Linked DNA regions of Muntiacus reevesi: region 2 is linked to region 1. The links are chromatin contacts, called in public Hi-C maps. All regions are on one chromosome and are shown on one strand. The core of a region is the stretch at or near the end of the contact, and the rest is flanking DNA. Distances in the headings are between cores, read along the strand shown. Region 1 holds the start of TPX2 (TPX2 microtubule nucleation factor). Region 2 holds the start of PDRG1 (p53 and DNA damage regulated 1).

The links. Hi-C and Micro-C count contacts between places; a contact is called where the count stands out from the background.
Region 2: a contact with region 1 is called in a Hi-C map of muscle, with 4 times the contacts expected there. The contact joins the promoter of PDRG1 here to the promoter of TPX2 in region 1. A contact is called at or near these places in 2 of 3 Hi-C or Micro-C datasets (blood and muscle).

Annotation. Positions count from the first base shown.
Region 1 is chr2:59,618,341-59,621,359 of mMunRee1.1, reverse strand. It overlaps TPX2 (TPX2 microtubule nucleation factor), which reads right to left and starts at 1,401. Exons shown (of 18, transcript XM_065921797.1): 1 at 1,137-1,401.
Region 2 is chr2:59,793,596-59,796,614 of mMunRee1.1, reverse strand. It overlaps PDRG1 (p53 and DNA damage regulated 1), which reads left to right and starts at 1,596. Exons shown (of 5, transcript XM_065921807.1): 1 at 1,596-1,767. The coding sequence starts at 1,681.

The DNA of each region.
Region 1 (3,019 bases), core at 152-2,651:
TATAACCTCAAAGATCAATTAGTTAAGTGAGCTGGGAGTCACAATAATTTTGATCCCAAGAGTGACAACCTAATACCGAATTGACACACCCCACAGTACAAAACCGAAACAACCAACCAAAGGGACTCAAGTTTGATTTAGGGGTGGCTTGACAGGGGGTGTGATACACTGAGGCCGCAACACAAAAATATCCTTAGTATTGCAGCAAATAGTTCGAATTTTGACATCTCATGAGACAATTTCAAAGACAGACCATAGATTATCAAGACAAGGTAAGGCTGAATCAGGGCAAACTTCAAGTGATGATCTTAAAGCGAAATCTGTAGAGCACTCCGATGCTATCTTGTCCTAAGCAGGACTGATTGAAAGTTCTTGGTACCTAAGTACTAGAAAATTGTGCGAAAAAGAAACCACTAATGAAGAAAACCGGAGAAGGAAATGGCAACCCACTCCAGTATTCTTGCCTGGAGAATCCCGTGGACAGAGGAGCCTGGTGGGCTCCCGTCTATGGGGTCACACAGAGTCGGACACGACTGAAGCGACTTAGCAGCAGCAGCAGCAGCAATGAAGAAAACAGGGAGAAAAACAATCTTACAATATTATAATCTGGTTCACTTTTTCTTTCCACTCCAATCTGTTAAATGTCTTAGGACAGGAAATTAGAAAGACAATAATACCCAGTGATGCACACAAAGGGGGAGGGCTGATAAAATCGAATGAATTTTAAATCCCCCGACAGAAAGTCAACTCCAAGTCGAATTACACGCCTTCAACTGTGTTCTCATTTCCTTTACCTTTCTATTTTACAAAATAGTTATGAGATGCAGTTGTTTCGTGGCTACACCTGTTTTCCTCCACCAAACGCCACACGTCTTGAGGACGGGCTACTGTATCACCCATTTCTAGAAATTTATCTAGATCACGGGCCTCATTTCCCTCCTATAAAAGACGGCTAAGACTAGCAGCGACTTCACTGGCTTGGGGAGAAAATTAAATGAGAAAACACCCAGTGCTGAGTCTAGTAAACGCTTATTATTGCCTGTGTGCTGGGTAACGATACGGTAATTTCATTACCCTAAGCCCACAGCCTCACCCTAATTCCTCCTTCTATTTCCCACGTTGGCCTCCGCCTCTACCTGCAAACAGCCTGCTAGACCTGGTCCCGCCGAACTTCACGGGGAAATCCTGTATGGAAGGGAGGCCGGAAGCTCAGCTCCTGCTCCGCTCCAGCTCCGCGGGTCAGGGCGTCACCCCCGCAGTACACGTCCCAGTAGCTGCGCCCTCCACGCGGAGACCTCCAGTCGCTTGAAATTAGGGTGAAGGCCGCCGGGCGCCCCAATTGCTCCTCTTTCCTCCTCACTGCTCGCCTCAGCCCAGCGCTGTCAACCGACCGCCGCGAAGATCCGCCGCGGAACTCATTCAGTACCGTTGAAAAATTTGAACGCAGACTCTGCACAAACGCACCAATCAGCGTGCCGGGAACCGGCAATCCCAGCCTTCCGGTTGGCTCCTGAGATGCTGGCGACGCCGGAAGTCAGGGTGAGGGACAAGCAAACAACCGGCCCCGAAGGCTTCTGGGAAATGTAGTGTAACTGCGAGAGCCGGTTGCAACAACTCGACAAAGGAAGTTACTGCAAAGCCCAGAATGCTCCGCTACAAACTATTTTGGGATAGGTGGTTAAAAATCCGCCTGCCGACGGAGACCTAAGAGACACGGGTTCGATCTCTGGGTTGGGAAGATCCTCTGGAGGAGGGCTTGGCAACCCACTCCAGTATTCTTGCTGGAGAATCCCATGAACAGATGAGCCTGGTGGGCTAACGTGCATAGGTCGCAAAGAGTGGGACACGACTGAAGCCACTTAGCACGCACCCTTCAATGCAACATAGACTGGCCCTTAGATACTTTGCCAACTGTGGAGTCTGTCAAACTCTTCATTCAAGTCCACGCCCGATGGATGTTAGTGCCTGAAGCCACGGTTTTTAAAGGATTGTTCTTTTCTCCTTTAATTCCACCAACATCCTTGGTTTTATTACCCTCATATTGTAGAAGAGAAAACAAAGGCTTAGAGAAATTGAGTAAACTTGTTTAAAATCACATTTTTTTGAGTGGAGAAGATGGGATTTGCATTAAGAACATCTAGTCCTATTTATCATCAATAATCACTTAGGAGGTAATAGCAGCAACAAGAACAAAAAGATCAACAGTCACACACACACACACACACCCCTCGGGATTTTGTTTTAATTAGTCTGTGGGGCTTGTGCACTGGCACTTTCAAGTGCACAGGCAATTCTCATATGCAGCCGGGATTGAGAAGCATTACTCCAAACCAGTAGTTCTCAAAGGACCAGATGATCAGTATAATTGGAAACTTATTAGAAATGTAAATTTTAGGTCCCACGTGAGACCTATTGAATCAGAAACTCTGAGAGTGGGCACAGCAATCTGTTTTCTATCAGCCCCTCAGCTGATACTGATGCCCACTGAGTTTTGAGACCCCTGCTCTAAACCAAGAGACACTGGCAAAATCTCAGGCCTCGGGACCTATTTGTGTTGACAAGAAGGGTTTGAGCCAGATGGTCTTGGCTCTGGGTTCTCCCAGGACCCCTGTTATTCCACCCAGCATTCTGTGAGGCTGAGATGCCTGCTGCAGATTCTGGCGCCGTGTTACCCGAGTGGCCCAGGAATCCTAGGTGTGGAGGGATGGTCCACTCTGTTGCTGCGTGTTACTTCCTAAAGTCATCTGCGCCCGCCTGAATATTCTCCGTCTGTAGCAAGAGCCCGGTGCATTTTCCAGGAGTGCCTTGCCCACCTAGAACGACCACACACCAAAGAACAATGTCACTGCCACGCTTTCCCACTTCACACTGTGCCTCACGCTGAGCACAGAGGCTCTGGGGCACCAAGAGCACCTTTCTCATGGCAAATATTATTAGAATTCAGATGTCCCTGTCTAAGAAAAAAGGAGATAGTCACTAAAGCATAAAATCTGGATATATTTTAACAGCTTTTAGGAGC
Region 2 (3,019 bases), core at 347-2,846, 180 kb before region 1:
AATTCTTATAACAGGGTCAAGGCAGTCAACAAATATTTGTGAAATTGATGGTTTTGAAACATAAGTGATTCTAAAATAGCAGTCCTCCCAGGTATGACTCTCTCAAAGGCTTGTGTCCCTCCCCTACACTGCCAGTGGCCAGGGGTGCCCTCTGAGGGCCAGTCACAGCCAAGAAGCAGACAATTTGGGGGCCTCCTTCAACCTTTTCCCATCCAGGCCCATATGGCAGGGGTCAGGGGTCAGCCTGGCCCAGGCACCTTTAAGCCCCAAGGTGGAGGGGAGATAATCCGAGGGTCCAGGCCTCAGGGATGCCTGGTGAGCCCTGTTTCTCCTTTGGCAAATGTTCCCCCCTCCTTCACAGGGCCTGTGTCTGCGTTTCTGAACCAGAAGGTATTTACACAAAACATCCTGGGTTTGGCGACAAATTCACCCTTAATGAGGAATCCTTAATGAATCTCCTTCTTTCCCCATGCCAGGTGGCTGCAGGGAAAACTAACTGCCTCATCAGTTGAAAGAAACCAAAGGCCAGGCAAAGACAGGGTGCTTCGAGGACTTTTGGGGCCACAACTTGGTGGGGGGGGTCTTTTTTTTTCCGGATCCAGAAACAGCTGTGGTCTGGAAGCTTGAGCATCCTGGGCCATGTTTGCTCCTGGCTTGCGGTGGGACAAGGAGCAAGCCTCAGGGTGCAGCTGCGAGATGTGTGATAACCCACCCATACAAAGATGGCTGTGAAATTCAAGGAAGGCAAGGGGTGTGAAAGGGCTTGGTTACAGTGGCCAAAAGGAGAGAAATACAAGCTGGACTCAGGGAGACAAGAGGTCAGAGCTCTAGTACTGGGTCTGCTGTTGACTTTTTAAAACCCTCACCACCCTCTGAACCTTGGCTTTTCCAGCTGTACAATGAGGAGTTTGGGTGTGAAGATCTCTAGGGAATCTTCTGCTTCGGAAGGGCATCCACTTTCCACCTGCCTGCTTCTTCTTGGAGATCTTCCCAGCTCCTACAGCCCGCAATGATTCACTTTCCAGCACTCATACAACTCTCTTCTGAGCTGGCACTTCATCACTCACCGCCCTTCCTTGGGTCTAGGTCAGCTATTCCTGACTTTGGGTCCAACACAGGGGCTCAATGAAAGGTGAGGTCAAACTGAATTTTAAGATTCCTGCCTCCTTCCAATCCTGCGGAAACACAATGAGAAGGATTTTTATTCACTCTCATTTTATAAATCGGAAACTGCTACACTTGCTTCCTTGGTGCTCCTGAGGCAGAGGAAGAATGGTTTGATTTCTCCAAAGCCCTATCACTGCCTGCCATAGTATATAATTATTTGTTTTGTCATCAATTGTTTATGTTACCCACTAGATGAAGTAGCGCGAGGGGCAGGGACTTCGTTTTGTTCACTTCCGCATCCTCAGCGCCTAAGAACAATCTGAAGGGAGGGCGAGGTTAAGAGGTTTGGACCTGCAGGGGGCGCTCCAGCCCCGCCCCCAAGTTAGGCCCCGCCTCTCGCGTCCGCTTTCGCACGAGCTTTGGGGCCTGCGCGCCTCCGTTCCTCTTTCAACTGCGCATGCGTACCGGAAGCTCTGTGAGAGCGGCGCGTGCGCGGACGGAGTTGCAGCGACGCAGAGCCGGAGGTGAACTCGATAGGATCGTGTCGAGGCGGAGTTGCGGGTGGCAGGCATCATGCTGTCGCCCGAGGCGGAGCGGGTGCTGCAGTACCTGGTGGAGGTGGAGGAGCTCGCCGAGGAGGTGCTGGCGGACAAACGGCAGGTAGGAGGCCTGTCCGCGGGGCAGGGGCCCGGGTTTTGCGGTTGCGCTTGCGAGCTCCTAGGGCAGCGCGCAGGTTCCGGAATCTGGCTCCAGCTTCGGCTCGCTGTGAATTGACCTAGTCTTGTGGGCCAAGGGCTGTGACGACAGACCGGGCGGTTGTGAGATCATGTTGGCCAAATGTCGAATGCGTGGCACAGCGCCGCGCTTGACTCCTCTATTTGGCACATATTAAGCTCGTCTGTGCCAGGCCTTTCCTCTCTAGCCATCCTTCCTCTGCCCGTTGCCCAGCTTTCCGGATCCCGACCCATTACCTCTTTGGGCCTTTGGTTTACCTGAACCGCTTTTTCAAAATGCAGTGTCTGGGCCCCCACACCGACCTGGGCTGCACCGCTCCAGTCCAGGCCAGAAGAGGAACAGAAAAGAAGTGTGAGTGGCCTAGTAATCGCGCAGGAGTCGGGATGTGGAAGAAGTGTGGGGCCCAGGCCACTGGAGGGCCGTGGAGACCTGCACAGGGAGTTTAAGGGAGTTTGTGGTGGGAAGAGAGTTATGATATAATGGATTGAGACTTCGAAAGATCCCTCTGGCTGCTCTGTAGAGCAAAGGCTATAAGGGGGCAAGGGGTAAACGAGGGGCCAGGTAAGGGGTGGGTTTGGGCCTAGGTGGTGGTAATGGGTCATCTCCATTTGGAGATGGCCTCCATGATGCTGAAGTATAGGGGTGAGGGAGTAGGAGGGATCAAGAATGATTTCGATTGCTCATCTCCAGTTAGACTGATTGGATGCTTGGTCAGTTGGGTATTAAGGGAGAGCCTAGTAAACACTGCATCAAAGTGTGCTGGCTGACAAATAGCAGTTAAAGTTGACTGAGTACTTACTGTGTATCAGGTACTGTGCTGACTTAGTTCCTAGGTTAATAACCTTGGTGGTGGATCCTCTTCCTGTCCCTGTTTTTCAGAGAGGTGAAGTCACACAGGTCATAGCAAGCTGCAGGATTCAAACCTGAGTGTTCGCTCCAGAGCCTCCACCGCCAGGCAGTATACTGCACGGCCGCCTCACTTCCTTAGTAGCTGCTGTGCTGTGACCACCGTCTCAGGGCCAATACCCCTGCCTTTCTGATATAATATTGTTGGGTTTCTCAGGATACTCGGTCAGAATCAGCTGGAGGAGCTTGTTCAGGAAGTGGTTTCCACTCCCCTGGTGATTCTGAAATGCCTTGAAGCTTGAGAACTAATGCTGCCATGGATGATAATTAA